2 separate regions of the Ovis aries genome follow, and region 2 is linked to region 1. The links are chromatin contacts, called in public Hi-C maps. All regions are on one chromosome and are shown on one strand. Each heading gives the region's core, a stretch centred on a gene start, on an enhancer-like site or on the middle of the called end of the contact. The rest is flanking DNA. Distances are from core to core; before and after follow the strand shown. Region 1 holds the start of GADD45G (growth arrest and DNA damage inducible gamma). Region 2 has its middle 600 kb from the start of GADD45G.

Region 1 (7,050 bases), core at 3,983-6,482:
TGCCTTTTCTAAATATAGCTTGGACATCTGGAAGTTCAGGGTTCACTGTTGAAGCCTGGCTTGGGGAATTTTGAGCGTTACCTTAGTATGAGAGCAATGAGTGCATTGTGTGGTAGTTTGAGCATTCTTTGGCATTGCCTATCTTTGGGACTGGAATGAAAACTGAGTTTTTCCAGTCCTGTGGCCACTGCTGAGTTTTCCAAATTTGCTGGCATATTGAGTGTAGCACTTTCACAGCATCATCTTTTAGGATTTGAAGTAGCTCCACTGGAATTCCATCACATCCACTAGCTTTTTTCATAGTGATGCTTCCTAAGGCCCACTTGACTTCACATTCCAGGATGTCTGGCTCTAGATGAATGATCACACCATTGTGATTATTTGGGTGGTGAAGATCTTTTTGTATAGTTCTTCTGTGTATTCTTGCCACCTCTTCTTTTTTTTAAAATTATTTATTTATTTTACTTTTCAATACTGCATTGGTTTTGCCATACTTCATCATGAATCCGACACGGGTATACACGTGTTCCCAATCCTGAACCCCCCTCCCATCTCCCTCCCCATACCATCCCTCTGGGTCATCCCAGTGCACCAGCCCCTAGTATCCTGTATCCTGCATCGAACCTAGACTGGTGATTCATTTCTTATATGATATTATTCATGTTTCAATGCCATTCTCCCAAATCATCCCACCCTCTCCCTCTCTGACAGTGTCCAAAAGACTGTTCAATACATCTGTGTCTCTTTTGCTGTCTCACATACAGGGTTATTGTTACCATTTTTCTAAATTCCATATATATGCGTTAGTGTACAATATTGGTGTTTTTCTTTCTGGCTTACCTCACTCTGTATAATAGGCTCCAGTTTCATCCACCTCATTAGAACTGATTCAAATGTATTGTTTTTAACGGCTGAGTAATACTCCATTGTGTATATGTACCACAGCTTTCTTATCCATTCATCTGCTGATGGACATCTAGGTTGCTTCCATGTCCTGGCTATTATAAACAGTGCTGCGATGAACATTGGGGTACACGTGTCTCTTTCAATTCTGGTTTCCTCAGTGTGTATGCCCAGCAGTGGGATTGCTGGGTCATAAGGCAGATCAATCAATGTAATACACCACATTGACAAATTGAAAAATAAAAGCCATATGATTATCTCAGTAGATGTAGAGAAAGTCTTTGCCAAAATTCAACATCCATTTATGATAAAAACTCTCCAGAAAGCAGGAATAGAAGGAACATGCCACCTCTTCTTAATATCTTTTGCTTCTGTTAGGTCCATACCATTTTTGTCCTTTATTGTGCCCATCTTTGCATTGAAATGTTCCCTTGGTATCTTTAATTTTCTTAAAGAGATCTCTAGTGTTTCCCATTCTATTGTTTTCCTCTATTTCTTTGCACTGATCACTGAGGAAGGCTTTCTTACCTCTCCTTGCTATTCTTTGGAACTCTGCATTCAAATGGGTATATCTTTCCTTTTCTCCTTTGCCTTTAGCTTCTCTTCTTTTCTCAGCTATTTGTAAGGCCTCCTCCAGTTTGCCTTTTTGCATTTCATTTTCTTGGGGATGGTCTTGATACCTGCCTCCTATATAATGTCACGAACCTCTGTCCATAGTTCTTCAGGCACTCTGTCTGTCAGATCTAATCTCTTGAATCTATTTGTCACTTCCACTGTATAATCATAAGGGATTTGATTTAGGTCATACCTGAATGGTCTAGTGGTTTTCCCTACTTTCTTCAATTTAAGTCTGAATTTGGCCATAAGGAGTTCATGAAGTGTTAATAAAAACATCGAAGTGCTTCCAAAAGGTTTGTAAAACAGAACATCTCTGAGGGTGTCCCTTTAGTAATGTCACCATCGCCGTCATGGTTAAGGTTCACAGGAACATTAGGGGGTATAATCACAGGGAGCTTGGTTGACATCACAGTCTCCTAGGAATGGGGGCTGCAGCAGGCTGACACATGGGTTGAATTCAGTTTGGGGGCACAGTGGCAACAGAATGGGACAGGTGGGCTTTAGTCAACCATCTTCTATCTCAGGGTGGGCCAGAAGAGCATCTGAAGTTTCCGGTATTGGGGTGTTGGCTTTGCCCACCCCTCTCCTGTAGTATGACCGGCAAACTGGATATGGGCTATCCCAGAGCCAGTAGCTTCTGCGTTTGTCTAACTTGTAAGAATGGGGAGGGAGTGTCTGGTGAAGGGCCAACTTAGACTCCAGACAATATGTTTCTTTCCTAATTGAGGATGAAGCCTTTTGGGCCATGTGGACTGACCTAATAAACCCATGTGAAGTCATATCCAACGTCAGAAAGGCGATTTTCCTGAAATTCAATACCTTAAAAATATGAGTGAAGTAGATAGCCCCAGGGAGGTGTCAATCAGGCCTCTTCTTAGGGCTGGCTCAGCACCAACTGGAAATGCTGTCTCCTGTCCCCCCTCCCCTCCTCTGGGGTCCGGGTGTGAGGCCTGGTGTGTAGGGAGATTTCCAGTGTTTAAAATGGGGAGGGGGAAATAAACTCTAAGATGTCAAATAAGTCTCATTTTTGCAATGATACATTTTCTGGGGACCTGAAACTAGTACATTAAAAAATATTTGATACTTTTAAAAGCAATATCTATGTTTCAATCACTTAAAAATAAATATATCTTATCCAATCAAGGCACACCATCATTTTGTTTACCACTAACGAAGAAAGAAGGGGCTTCCCCGGCGGCTCAGTGATAAAACAATCCACCTGACAATACAGGAGACGCAGGAGATACAGGTTCGATCCCTGAGTCAGGCAGATCCCCTGGAGGAGGAAATGGCAACCCACTCCAGTATTCTTGCCTGAGAAAATTCCATGGGCAGAGGAGCCTGGTGGGCTACAGTCAGTTCATAGGGTCACAAAGAGTTGTACACATCTGAGCAACTGAGCATGCAGTGGGCAGTAAAGAAAGAAAGGAAATGGCAGCAAAGGAAAGCCACAGGATGCCAGCAATGGGGAGGGAGCAATTAGAAAACAATATAATGGCTACCGGGGGTGGGGGCGTGTGAGGGGGAGGGATAGGTTGGGAGGCTAGGATTGACCTATACGTGCTACTACATAAAACAGATGACTAATAAGAACTTTTTGCGTAGAACAGAGAACTCTACTTAATACTCTGCTATGACCTACATGGGAAAAGAGTCTAAAAAAGAGTGGATGTGTGGTGTATATGTATAACTGATTCACTGTTGTGTACACCTGTAACGCTGAAGATCAACTGCCCTTCAGTGGGGGGGCGGGGGGCGGGGGGCGGGGAAGACACCTCGGATTTCAGCGATGTTAGGTGAGCAAACACTCAATTGGCATCTGGGAAGTGTTCCGCTCTCTCAGCTGTCCTCTGCCAGCTGGCCACCGGGGGGCGCAAGAAGCCAGTGCACTCCGTTGTCTTCCTTATTTCCTGTCTTGCCGCAGAGTCGGGACTCCCAGCACACCCAACAGCCCCTGCACCCGCTATAGCTGTCCTGCCCAGTCTCAAAAACCTCACCTAGTAAGGGTTAAGGCTGGGTGGCGGAGACAGAATGCACCTCAGTGCACATAGAGAGATGCAGGCACCAAAAATTATAAGCTCAGTGAGCAAACTTTCTGGAAGTGTCAACTTCCCTGGTGGCTCAGATAGTAAAGAATCTGCCTGCAATGCGGGAGACCCAGGTTCCATCCCTGGGTCGGGAAGATCCCCTGGAGGAGGGCATGACAACCCACTCTGGTATCCTTGCCTGGAGAATCCCATGGAGAGAGGAGTCTGGCTGTAGAGTCCATGGGGTTGCAAAGAGTCGGACACCACTGAGTAACTAACATTCATTACACAGGTCCAAAATGGCCCCGGCCAAGCAATGTCTATTAAACGCTCTCAAGCTCTCATTTAGTATTATTTCTCTATTCCTGGAAAACAAGCTTTTAATACATGCATACTTAGGTCAAAATTTTTCAAAATAGCTTGCCAAATATAGGCTTTTCTTCCGTCAGTACTGGATTGGAGTCTCCTTTTGTCTTCATCTGGGTTTTGCAGTTTTTGACTTCCATTAATATGTAGCTTAGATGGGGCTCAGCTGACTCTACCTGGGCCCCTCCTTGATCAGAGGGCCAAAGGCCAAGTCCCCACAGTATGTCAATGGAAGTGCGGGGGAGAGGTGCTCAGGAACTTTCCCGTCGGCCTGTAGATGGCGCCCCGGGAAAGGGATTCCAAGCGTAGTTCCCAAAGTTCTTGGGGTCCCCACCCGGCTGCGAAGAAGGTGCAGCAGCCAGGTGTTCCTTCCAACTTCCACGGCTGCTCCGCACGTGCGCTAGAACCTTTTGGGGCGGAATTTCATGCAAACGTGTGGTGGGTGCAGCGGGGCCGGTGCAGGGGGCGCGCATTGAGGAGCGCAGGAGCCCCACGCGGCCGCGACCCACCACGCGCCGAGCAGCCCGGTGACCCCCACGCGCGGCGGGGCTCTCCCACCCCACCCAGCGGCAGGTGGACAGTGTCGCTATGAAGAGAAAGCTTCAATTGTCCCTCCTACAAACCGCCACACGCCAGACCTCTGCTATTGTGCACCCGGCATAGAAATGCAAACGAGCCGCGTGTTCCGGCCGCAATCTGCTTGCGCGCCCTGGCGCCCCGCAGCGCTTAGTAGCGGGCCGGGAGATTGGCTAGACTTTGCAGCGCGACCGGGTCCGGGTCTTGATTGTGCTAGAAGAACCTCGCGCTCGGGGCTCTGGTGTCAGCTGGAGAGGGCTGCTTTCAGGCCTTTAGCTAGCTTAGCCAGCGCAGCCTGTTTTTTAAGTTCCGGTTTAGAAGAAATGGTTTCAGAAACTCCAAATTAAAAGTGAAGAAAAAAATAGAAAAGGTAGCAAGAAAAATAAATGCAAAAAAAATATTCATTAGATTTCCCCAAAGGTGCATTTCACAAATTGCAGCGTACTGTTAACAAGTGAGGGTTTTTTCCCCCCGTAACTTTTTCCTTTTAAGGACTTAAAAAAAAAAGGCGAGATGAAATCTGCAGGCTCCAGTCTGCCTGGTAACACCCCGACAAAAGCGGCAGATTTGAGGCATTGTCATCCCCCGCACCCCTCCCCACGTGGCCTTCTGGCACGAGCCGCGGGCAGCCGCCTCATTTGCATCAGAAAGCGGGCGCGGGCCAATGGGCTCGCAGGCTCGCGCCAGCTGGCGGCGCCACCCGGCTCAGCCTATATAAGGGCGCAAGGCGGCGCTCCGGCTTACTCGCCGGCAGCGGGCTCACCAGGCTTGCTCGCAGACTTTCCTTCTTCGCTCGCGTCTGCTCCGCCCTCTGTTCTTGTGGATAACTTGCTGCTCGCAGATCGCAATATGACTCTGGAAGAAGTTCGTGGCCAGGACACGGTTCCAGAAAGCACAGCCAGGTAGGTCGGCGCCTAACTCCGGACGTCTCGGGGCGCGCGGGGACCCTCGTCCTGCCCTGGCCGCGCTGGTTGGGCGATAGTCTTTGGGGCCCGCCTGGGTGGAAACCGGCTGGGTTGGGAACCCGCTGGGTGGAAGCCGGGCGCGAGTGTGCCGGCTGGGCCGAAGGTGCGGCCGCCTGGGCTGGCGCGCCGGGCTGGGGCGCTGGGGGTGCGTCTCCGGGTCCAGGGATCTCAGGGCACCCTCCGGCTCACCGTGCTGGCTTGTCCACAGGATGCAGGGCGCCGGGAAAGCGTTGCACGAGCTGCTGTTGTCTGCGCAGCGCCAAGGCTGCCTCACGGCCGGCGTCTACGAGTCAGCCAAAGTCCTGAACGTGTGAGTATCAAACGCGGCCCGTGGGAGGAGCGGCAGGGAGACCGGGGAGACAGTGGCTGGGGGCGCCCCTGGCTCCTCGACCTGATCTCACCACCTCTTGCTCGCCCGCGTAGGGACCCCGACAATGTGACCTTCTGCGTGCTTGCCGCTGACGAGGAGGACGAGGGCGATATCGCGCTGCAGATCCACTTCACTTTGATCCAAGCGTTCTGCTGTGAGAACGACATAGACATCGTGCGCGTGGGCGACGTGCAGCGGCTGGCGGCGATCGTGGGTACCGGTGACGAGTCGGGGGCACCTGGAGACCTGCACTGTATCCTCATTTCGGTGAGTGTCGCCTCCGTGCCGATGTGATCCCTGCCCCCTCGCTCTCCCGTCAGCAGCCAGTGCCCAGCCAGGCTGACCTCTGCGTTCTCTCTGCAGAACCCCAATGAGGACGCATGGAAGGACCCCGCCTTGGAGAAGCTTAGCCTGTTCTGCGAGGAGAGCCGCAGCGTCAACGACTGGGTGCCCAATATTACCCTTCCCGAGTGACAGCCCCGTGGGGATCCTTGGTTTGATCGACGTGGTGACGCCCCGGGGCGCCTAGCGCGGGGCTGGCTCTGTGGATGCGCCCTCGGAGGGCGCCGGAGTGCGGCGTGGAGACTGGCAGGCGGGGGCGCGTGGAGAGCGGCGAGGAGGTGCGGTTCCCTCCCGAGGAGGGGCCCGGCGGCGACAGGGGCAGGCTGGCCCCAACCCAGGACTCTACAAGTGTGGGGAGCGGCTGCTCGCCCAGGAAGGCCGGAGGCGGGACCTTGGCCGCGCGGCCGGGAAGGACAGACTGGCCGGGCAGGCGTGACTCAGCAGCCTGTACTCCCGGCAGAAAGGAGGGGAAAGGCAAGTCCAGGCGGCTTGGACTTGTACGGTTACAGGAGCTCTGACGGACTTGAGCAGTATGCACTGCTGTTTTCAAAACGGATACGGGCGATGCTTCATTTTCTAAAGGATTATGCTGCTGCAGCTTTGAGTTTTACAATAAACTTAACTGAAACAAACGTACTCTCTTTATTGAGGGCAGGGTATCTTTGTCTGTGGGGGAGGTGGTCAGCGGGACTGCTGCTGATTTCTGAAATTTACGGAACTCCATGGCACCTGTTCCATCTTCCTGTTGGCGCTGAATGGCAGGCTCCTGGGGTGCTGGAAGTGGGGGAGGGGACGCTGGCTGGGTGTTAGGGCAGAACTTGAGCCCTGCTCCTATTTCTCTCCCTTCAGGAAAATTTTTAAACTTGCAAGACAGGAGCATACT
Region 2 (7,219 bases), core at 4,203-6,702, 600 kb after region 1:
TGCTCACAACAAAAAGGATCAAGGTGTCTTTTGTTATGTTAATGAAGTGACTTCTGGAAAGCACCTAACAGTGCCTGCTGGTTGCTTGGAGACCCAACCTTGGAATTAGAGGGTGGGAACTTTCACTCCCATCCTGGATCTCTAGAAAGGCTGAGAGGAAGATGTAGAGGCTGAATCAATCACCAATAGTCAATGATTTATCAGTCATGCCTAGGCAATGAAACCTCCATAGAAGAGTCAAAAGGATGGGGTTCAGAGAGCTTCTGGGTTGGTGAACACGTGGGGGCGTGGGGAGAATGACAAGCACAGAGAGGGTGTAGAAGCTCCATGCCCTTCCCCATGCCTTGTCCTGTGCTTCTTTTCCATCTGGCTGTTCCCAAGTTATACCCTTTTCTTAAAAAGCTGACAGTCTAGTAAGTAAAATGGTTGAGTTCTATGAACTGCTCCAGCAAATTAATCAGACCCAAGGAGCAGGTCATCAGAACCTCTGATCCACTGTCCCAAATTTCAGGTGACAACTTGGACTTGAGGACTGGCTTCTGAAGTGCGGAGGTGGTGGGCAAGTCTTGCAGGACTTAGCCCTTCACCTGTGTGACCTGATGCTAAACCAGGGAGACAGTGTCAGAATGGAGGTACTTGGATGCACAGGAGACCTCCCTATACCTTCACACATATACACACACATCAGAATTGGATGCAGAACCCCTTTAGATACTCAGATGATTGAAGGTGGCCACCTTGCTTTTCTGAGGGATGGATGAAGTGACAAAGGAGGAAGAAGGAAAGGGACTAATATCTATTGACTAGCTAATACAGTGCTTTCCAATTTGGGGTTACAATTCTGAGTAAGAAATATTTTACTTTTTAAAAATATATATATTATTTTATTGTTATTTAAAATATTTTTAAAAATTAAACAAATTCTAATAGAACTATCATGGCATCTGGTCCCATCACTCCATGGGAAATAGACTGAGAAACAGTGGAAACAGTGTCAGACTTTATTTTTGGGGGGCTCCAAAATCACTGCAGATGGTGATTGCAGCCATGAAATTAAAAGAGGCTTATTCCTTGGAAGAAAAGTTATGACCAATCTAGATAGCATATTCGAAAGCAGAGACATTACTTTGCCAACAAAGGTCCGTCTAGTCAAGGCTATGGTTTTCCAGTAGTCATGTATGGATGTGAGAGTTGGACTGTGAAGAAGGCTGAGCAACGAAGAATTGATGCTTTTACACTGTGGTGTTGGAGAAGACTCTTGAGAGTCCCTTGGACTGCAGGGAGATCCAACAAGTCCATTCTGAAGGAGATCAACCCTGGGATTCCTTTGGAAGGAATGATGCTAAAGCTGAAGCTCCAGTACTTAGGCCACCTCATGCGAAGAGTTGACTCACTGGAAAAGACTCTGGTGCTGGGAGGGGTTGAGGGCAGGAGGAGAAGGGGATGACAGAGGATGAGATGGCTAGATGGCACCACCGACTCGATGGATGCGAGTCTGAGTGAACTCTGGGAGTTGGTGATGGACAGGGAGGCCTGGTGTGCTGCGATTCATGGGGTCGCAAAGAGTCAGACACAACTGAGCGACTGAACTGAACTGAACTGAATAGAACTATTAAAAAAATTCCTGCATTCTAAATCAAAAGCAAATGTATCAGTGCATATATGCACAATACTTACTGTCTTATTTATCAATAAATATAAGAGGAACTGAAAAAAAGAGAAATATGTTTCACATTGTACTTCATGTGTATGATAGATACAACTGAAACAAAAATTTAGTGAAAAAGCTTACTATGTTTGATAAAGAAAAATAAAAAGAAAGATTAATATCAAGTATGACTTTGAAAAGATTTAAGTTCAAGTCCCCAATAAATCATTTAGAATCATGACTTACTGAATTGATTGTCCTTCCCTCTAATGGGTGGCAACTCAGATTTCCAAACCACTGCATAAACATGTACCAGATGCTAGATGCCAGGCACGACTCATTTAACACCTACAAAACGTTTTTGAGGAAGATATTAATAGATTCATTTTGCCAATGAGAAAACTGAAACCTCAGTCAGTGTAAGTGACTTGGAAAAATTCTTTGCCTAATAAAAGACCATCATGAGAAATGCTGGGCTGGAAGAAGCACAAGTTGGAATCAAGATTGTTAGGAGAAATATCAATCACCTCAGATATGCAGATGAAACCACCCTTATGGCAGAAAGTGAAGAGGAACTAAAAAGCCTCTTTATGAAAGTGAAAGAGGAGAGTAAAAAAGTTGGCTTAAAGCTCAACATTCAGAAAACAAAGATCATAGCATCTGGTCCCATCACTTCATGGGAAATAGATGGGGAAACAGTGGAAACCGTCAGACTTTATTTTGGGGGGCTCCCAAATCACTGCAGATGGTGACTGCAGCCATGAAATTAAAAAGACACTTACTCCTTGGAAGAAAAGTTATGACCAACTTAGATAGCATATTGAAAAACAGACATTACTTTGCCAACAAAGGTCCGTCTAGTCAGGGCTATGGTTTTCCAGTGGTCATGTATGGATGTGAGAGTTGGACTGTGAAGAAGGCTGAGTGCCGAAGAATTGATGCTTTTGAACTGTGGTGTTGGAGAAGAGTCTTGAGAGTCCCTTGGACTGCAAGGAGATCCAACCAGTCCACTCTGAAGGAGATCAGCCCTGGGATTTCTTTGGAGGGAATAATGCTGAAGCTGAAACTCCAATACTTTGGCCACCTCATGAGAAGAGTTGACTCTTTAGGAAAGACTCTGATGCTGGGAGGGAATGGGGGCAGGAGGAGAAGGGGACGACAGAGGATGAGATGGCTGGGTAGCATCACTGACGTGATGGATGTGAGTCTGAGTGAACTCTGGGGGTTGGTGATGGACAGGGAGGCATGGTGTGCTGTGATTCATGGGGTCACAAAGAGTCGGACACGACTGAGCAACTGAACTGAACTGAACTGAATAAAAGACCATTCTTGTTCCACTCTCTTGCTTTGCTGGCAGGAGTGGACACCTGCCCTGCTGGGGGTGGCAGGAGCTCCCTGGCCCTGAGTCTGCACCAGGTCTCTGCTGGCAGTAGTCACTTTTCCGTGTCTGGACCCAAGAATGCTGTGCAGTCTTTGAATATCAACCTCTCCAAGTCTCAGCTAGGAGCATCACTGATGGATAATCCTTGATCACTGCTGATCCAATGATTTGGCCAGAGTTTCTTCAGTAGCTTCTTTGGTTTGGTTTGGTTTTGGTTTTGCTTCACTTGCTAAAGGGTAAGGTCCAAAGCACTGCAGGTTGTTCCTATTGCTTCAAATGGAATAGTCCTAGATTCAAGACTGGGTGAGCCTTAGTCCTTCATTTCTCTGCAGAATCTACTTTTCCTGGAGTCTGGTAGGAACAGGCTCTGACCTAAGGCACTGAATCTTGCTCCTGACAGAGTGTGTAAAATATACCTACTCTCAGGGGCTCTTTGCCTGGAATTTCCACTTTTCAATCTGAAACCAAATTTAAGGAGTGAAGTCAAAATTATATCAGAGTCCTTTCTTTTCTTTTTCTATTCCCTCCAGAAATATCCATCCGGATTCCAGCTGCTGCTAGTCCAGGGACCCCACTTGAAGAACCGTAGATGTAGTTAATGTTCCCCATATGAAGCATCCCCAGACTGATCTGAAGTCTTTCTGGGGCTCTCTGCACTCCAGGGGAAGGGGCTCTGTATAGAAAGATCACTGTGGTCAAGGTTAGCCTGCACTGAAATGTGTTTGAAGTTGCTATCTAATACCTCTATCCTTTGCCGAAGGCTGTTTCACTCCCAGGAGCTGGATGCTGGTGATTGGCAGGTCCCCAGAGTGTACCCACAAACCTGCTGATGTCCATCCCATCTGTCAGAGCATATGCTCTGAAACGCACAGGCCTCCCACCAGGAGCTCATTATTTACAAATCACTAAGCCAGCAGCCGGGAATGTCTTCTCTTGGCTGTCGCTCGCTCTGTGGCCAATACAAGCTTAACAGGTGCTACAAGCACCCCAGAGGTCCTTCTCTTCCACCTCAAGCCACTACCTGTGGGTGTGCACAGAGATGTCTGTGCACAAAGGCTCTCCTGGTCTTAGTCAATGCCTGGGAAATTTTGCACTTATACCTGTTTTTATGGTAATTATTAGTTACAGTGAGGACTACTCCCCAGGCAAGGTCAGTGCTCTCTTTTAGTGTCAAACACTGAACCAAAGTACCTTCAAATCAAGCCCAATCTGCCCGTGTCTTCTGAGTACATTTGGATACATGCAGCTCCCCCTGTGCTCTGTGATACCAGAAGCCCAGGGCTCTGAACTCTTGCTGATCCAGAGGGCATTCAGGAGCATCCCTGGAGAGTGCTGGTGAGCACTCAGCAGCTGTGGGTTTGGGGAACATCTTGGCCATCTTTGCTTTGATGGGTTTGCTGGAACTAAGTGACATGAACACTATTATTGCTAACGCACTACTACTATTTGAACAGGCAGAAAAAAATAACAGGAAGAAAGGACACAGGTTTTTTATGTTTAATAGTCTAACAATGTTGTCCTGATCTATCTGAGAAAGAGCACAGATCATTTGTAGGGGGCCCTGTGTGCCTTTGGACTGACACAAACATGTGTGTGCACATACACACACAGAGCAAGACATCTCAGAGCTACTGAAAACCCTATCTCACTTTATATATCTCACTATATATCAATCTTTACTCCTAAATCCTACAGGCACAGTGCCTTTCTGACAATAACTTTCCTCTGAACAAGTGGAGAAAATAGACCTGACTTTGCTCAGTAGTTTTCTCCTTCAAGAGTCACTTTGAAGGAGACGCAGATCTCTGCAGTCAACACTACCTGCTGCTTTTGCAGAATGTCTGACTCTAGCACTCTCTTTGAGCTTAGAGCTGTGGCAGGCCTGCCTCTCTGTCTGGCTCCTGATCAGGGCAGAGAAGTGGAGTGAGGGCAGGGTCTGTAGACAGGTGTGTGTCTTAAAAAGAACCAGCATGCTGACCTGAATATGGGCAGTCTCAGGGCAGGGGAGGGGATGAAATGTCAGGAGCAGCTTTCCTGGGAGACCAAGCTCCTTTTCCACTAAAATCAATATCTAGAGTCTCGTAAGAATTCTTCAGTGCCTGTAGATGTGTCCAAACTGGAAGATCTCACCTACAAACTGAGCCTGGGGAAAAGGAAACTGGCTATGTAGAGACTATGAACGTCACACAAATAATTAAGGATGAAGGTCGTGTTCCCTGGGAGCAGCATGGGGCAGGTCAGAGCCATGGTGGGGCCCCTATTTCAGCTTTGGCTCTAGTCCTGGCTGGGGAGTGAAGAAAGCTGCATCCACAGGGCTGAGAAGCTGGCATCTTTCACAATGGAAGGAACACTGGCATCATAAGGCCTGTTCCAAGGTAAAAGGGCAATGTGTGGGTACAGTTGCCCTGGCCCAGAATGTGGGTGAGTGAGCAGGGCGCTCGTCTCCCAGGCACCCAAATAAACAAAGGCAGCAAGACGGATGCTGAGGCCACCCTGGGGCAAGTTCCTCTGTGTTCTCGTGTTCCTGTTGGAGTGCACTTCAGAGATGACACCTGGTTCTGCCAGAGCTGCAATCCCAGGGCTCCAGCCCCACCAGCCCACAGGATGGCCACACGGGGGCTGGCACGGCTGGGAGCCTTCACATTTGCTCTGTATTTCACCTAGTCCTCAATTATGCAATCAACAGAAAGACCCAGGGCTTATGGAGTGCAGGCCCAGCTCCTAGGTAGCTCATGAAGGGCAAGGACAAGAGCCAGGAGTCAGTCAGGGTGAGGCATCTAAGCTGAAGTTCTGAGACGTCCGATCACCATCCACATGGAAACGGTGTTTATTGATATTGGATCCAGAAACTGTATTTGTGGCTTTAGTTTATATAGTTTTCCTGGACATACTGTCCCGTTTAATCTCCTGAGTTGGTAATGATAGGGGAGGCAACGTGCCTCACTTTACAGATGAGGAAACTTGGGCTTAGAGAGACTGGTAAGCAGTAGGTCTGATCTTTTGGGGAAGGCACCAGACCCTCTCACTAGAGAGCTGTGTGCATCCATATCCTTCCTTTGTTTCCAGGCTTTTGTGTCTGCAAACATATTTTAATCATGAAGAATTAAATATCAATTTCCCCTCCCCTCATCTTCTTATCACATGCCCCAGGCAGAGAAGATAGGGCCAGAGTTCTCCTCATCACTTCAGAGGAAGGTCAGTGAAGTCATGATAACCTTGGCTACTAGTAGGGAGGGTGTCCAGGCTGACAGCTGTGCAAAGAGACTGGAAAGAACGAGGCACTTTCACCCACCACACCTGAGGTGGGCTGCAGTGAGTGTGTGGTCCCCTCCCTTACTCGGTCAGCAGGAATCTGTACAAATAGATTCAAAAGGCAAAACACAGTGCCCCTTGGCCAGGATGGATGGCAAAGGCAAAGGAACCCAGTGGAGCAAAACAGACAATGGGGGAAAGTTCCTACAGAAAGAAGATGCGGTTCCAGGAGGCACCTGCCCACAGCCATGACCCAGTGGCAGCGCTCGAGCCCAGGACTGGAGTGGGGTCTCCGGGTGCGCAGCTGTCTCCCTGCTGCTTGGTCCTGGCCAGCAGGTGAGCGGGACTGTCTCTGTGATTATCCCTCCTCCTCTGTGAGCAGCACAGAATATAGCCCATCTTCCTCACAAGAGTCTTCTTTGGAGAGGCATCTCTGGGGCAGCTGGCCATCTAAAGCAGTTGTGCTCCACGCACACGCAGATATACACACACACACACGCACACACACACATATACTTCACATACATATATACATACACACACACTTCACACACACGTATATACTTCACATACACATATACACACACATCACACACACATATATACTTCACATACACATACATACATATACACATACACACACACATACCTCACACACGCATAGCTCACATAAACACAGATGCATACATAACTCAATACATATATACACAACACACACACATACTTCATATACAACACACATTTACACACATACACACCTAACATAAACATATATGTCACATAGACTTATACACACATTCACACACACATATGTGCACACACACACCTCACACACACACACATACCTCACATATACATATACACCCATACACATACATAACTCACATACATATATAACAATATACACATACATATACATGCACACATACATGCTTCAC

Evidence for each region. Hi-C and Micro-C count contacts between places; a contact is called where the count stands out from the background.
Region 2: a contact with region 1 is called in a Hi-C map of tail adipose tissue, with 13 times the contacts expected there. The contact joins the enhancer-like site here to the promoter of GADD45G in region 1. A contact is called at or near these places in 15 of 16 Hi-C or Micro-C datasets (blood, hypothalamus, liver and 7 more).

What each region holds. Positions count from the first base shown.
Region 1 is chr2:24,389,959-24,397,008 of ARS-UI_Ramb_v3.0, forward strand. It overlaps GADD45G (growth arrest and DNA damage inducible gamma), which reads left to right and starts at 5,233. Exons shown (of 4, transcript XM_015093022.3): 1 at 5,233-5,392; 2 at 5,664-5,765; 3 at 5,879-6,092; 4 at 6,189-6,799. The coding sequence starts at 5,340. The coding sequence ends at 6,299.
Region 2 is chr2:24,989,514-24,996,732 of ARS-UI_Ramb_v3.0, forward strand. No RefSeq gene overlaps it. Among named protein-coding and RNA genes, the nearest start is that of GADD45G, 600 kb to the left of the region's middle. Within about 2 kb of position 5,453, at least 6 of the 54 cell types and tissues checked have an H3K27ac peak or open chromatin away from gene starts, as enhancers often do. A contact at or near this core is called in tail adipose tissue, where this site is marked.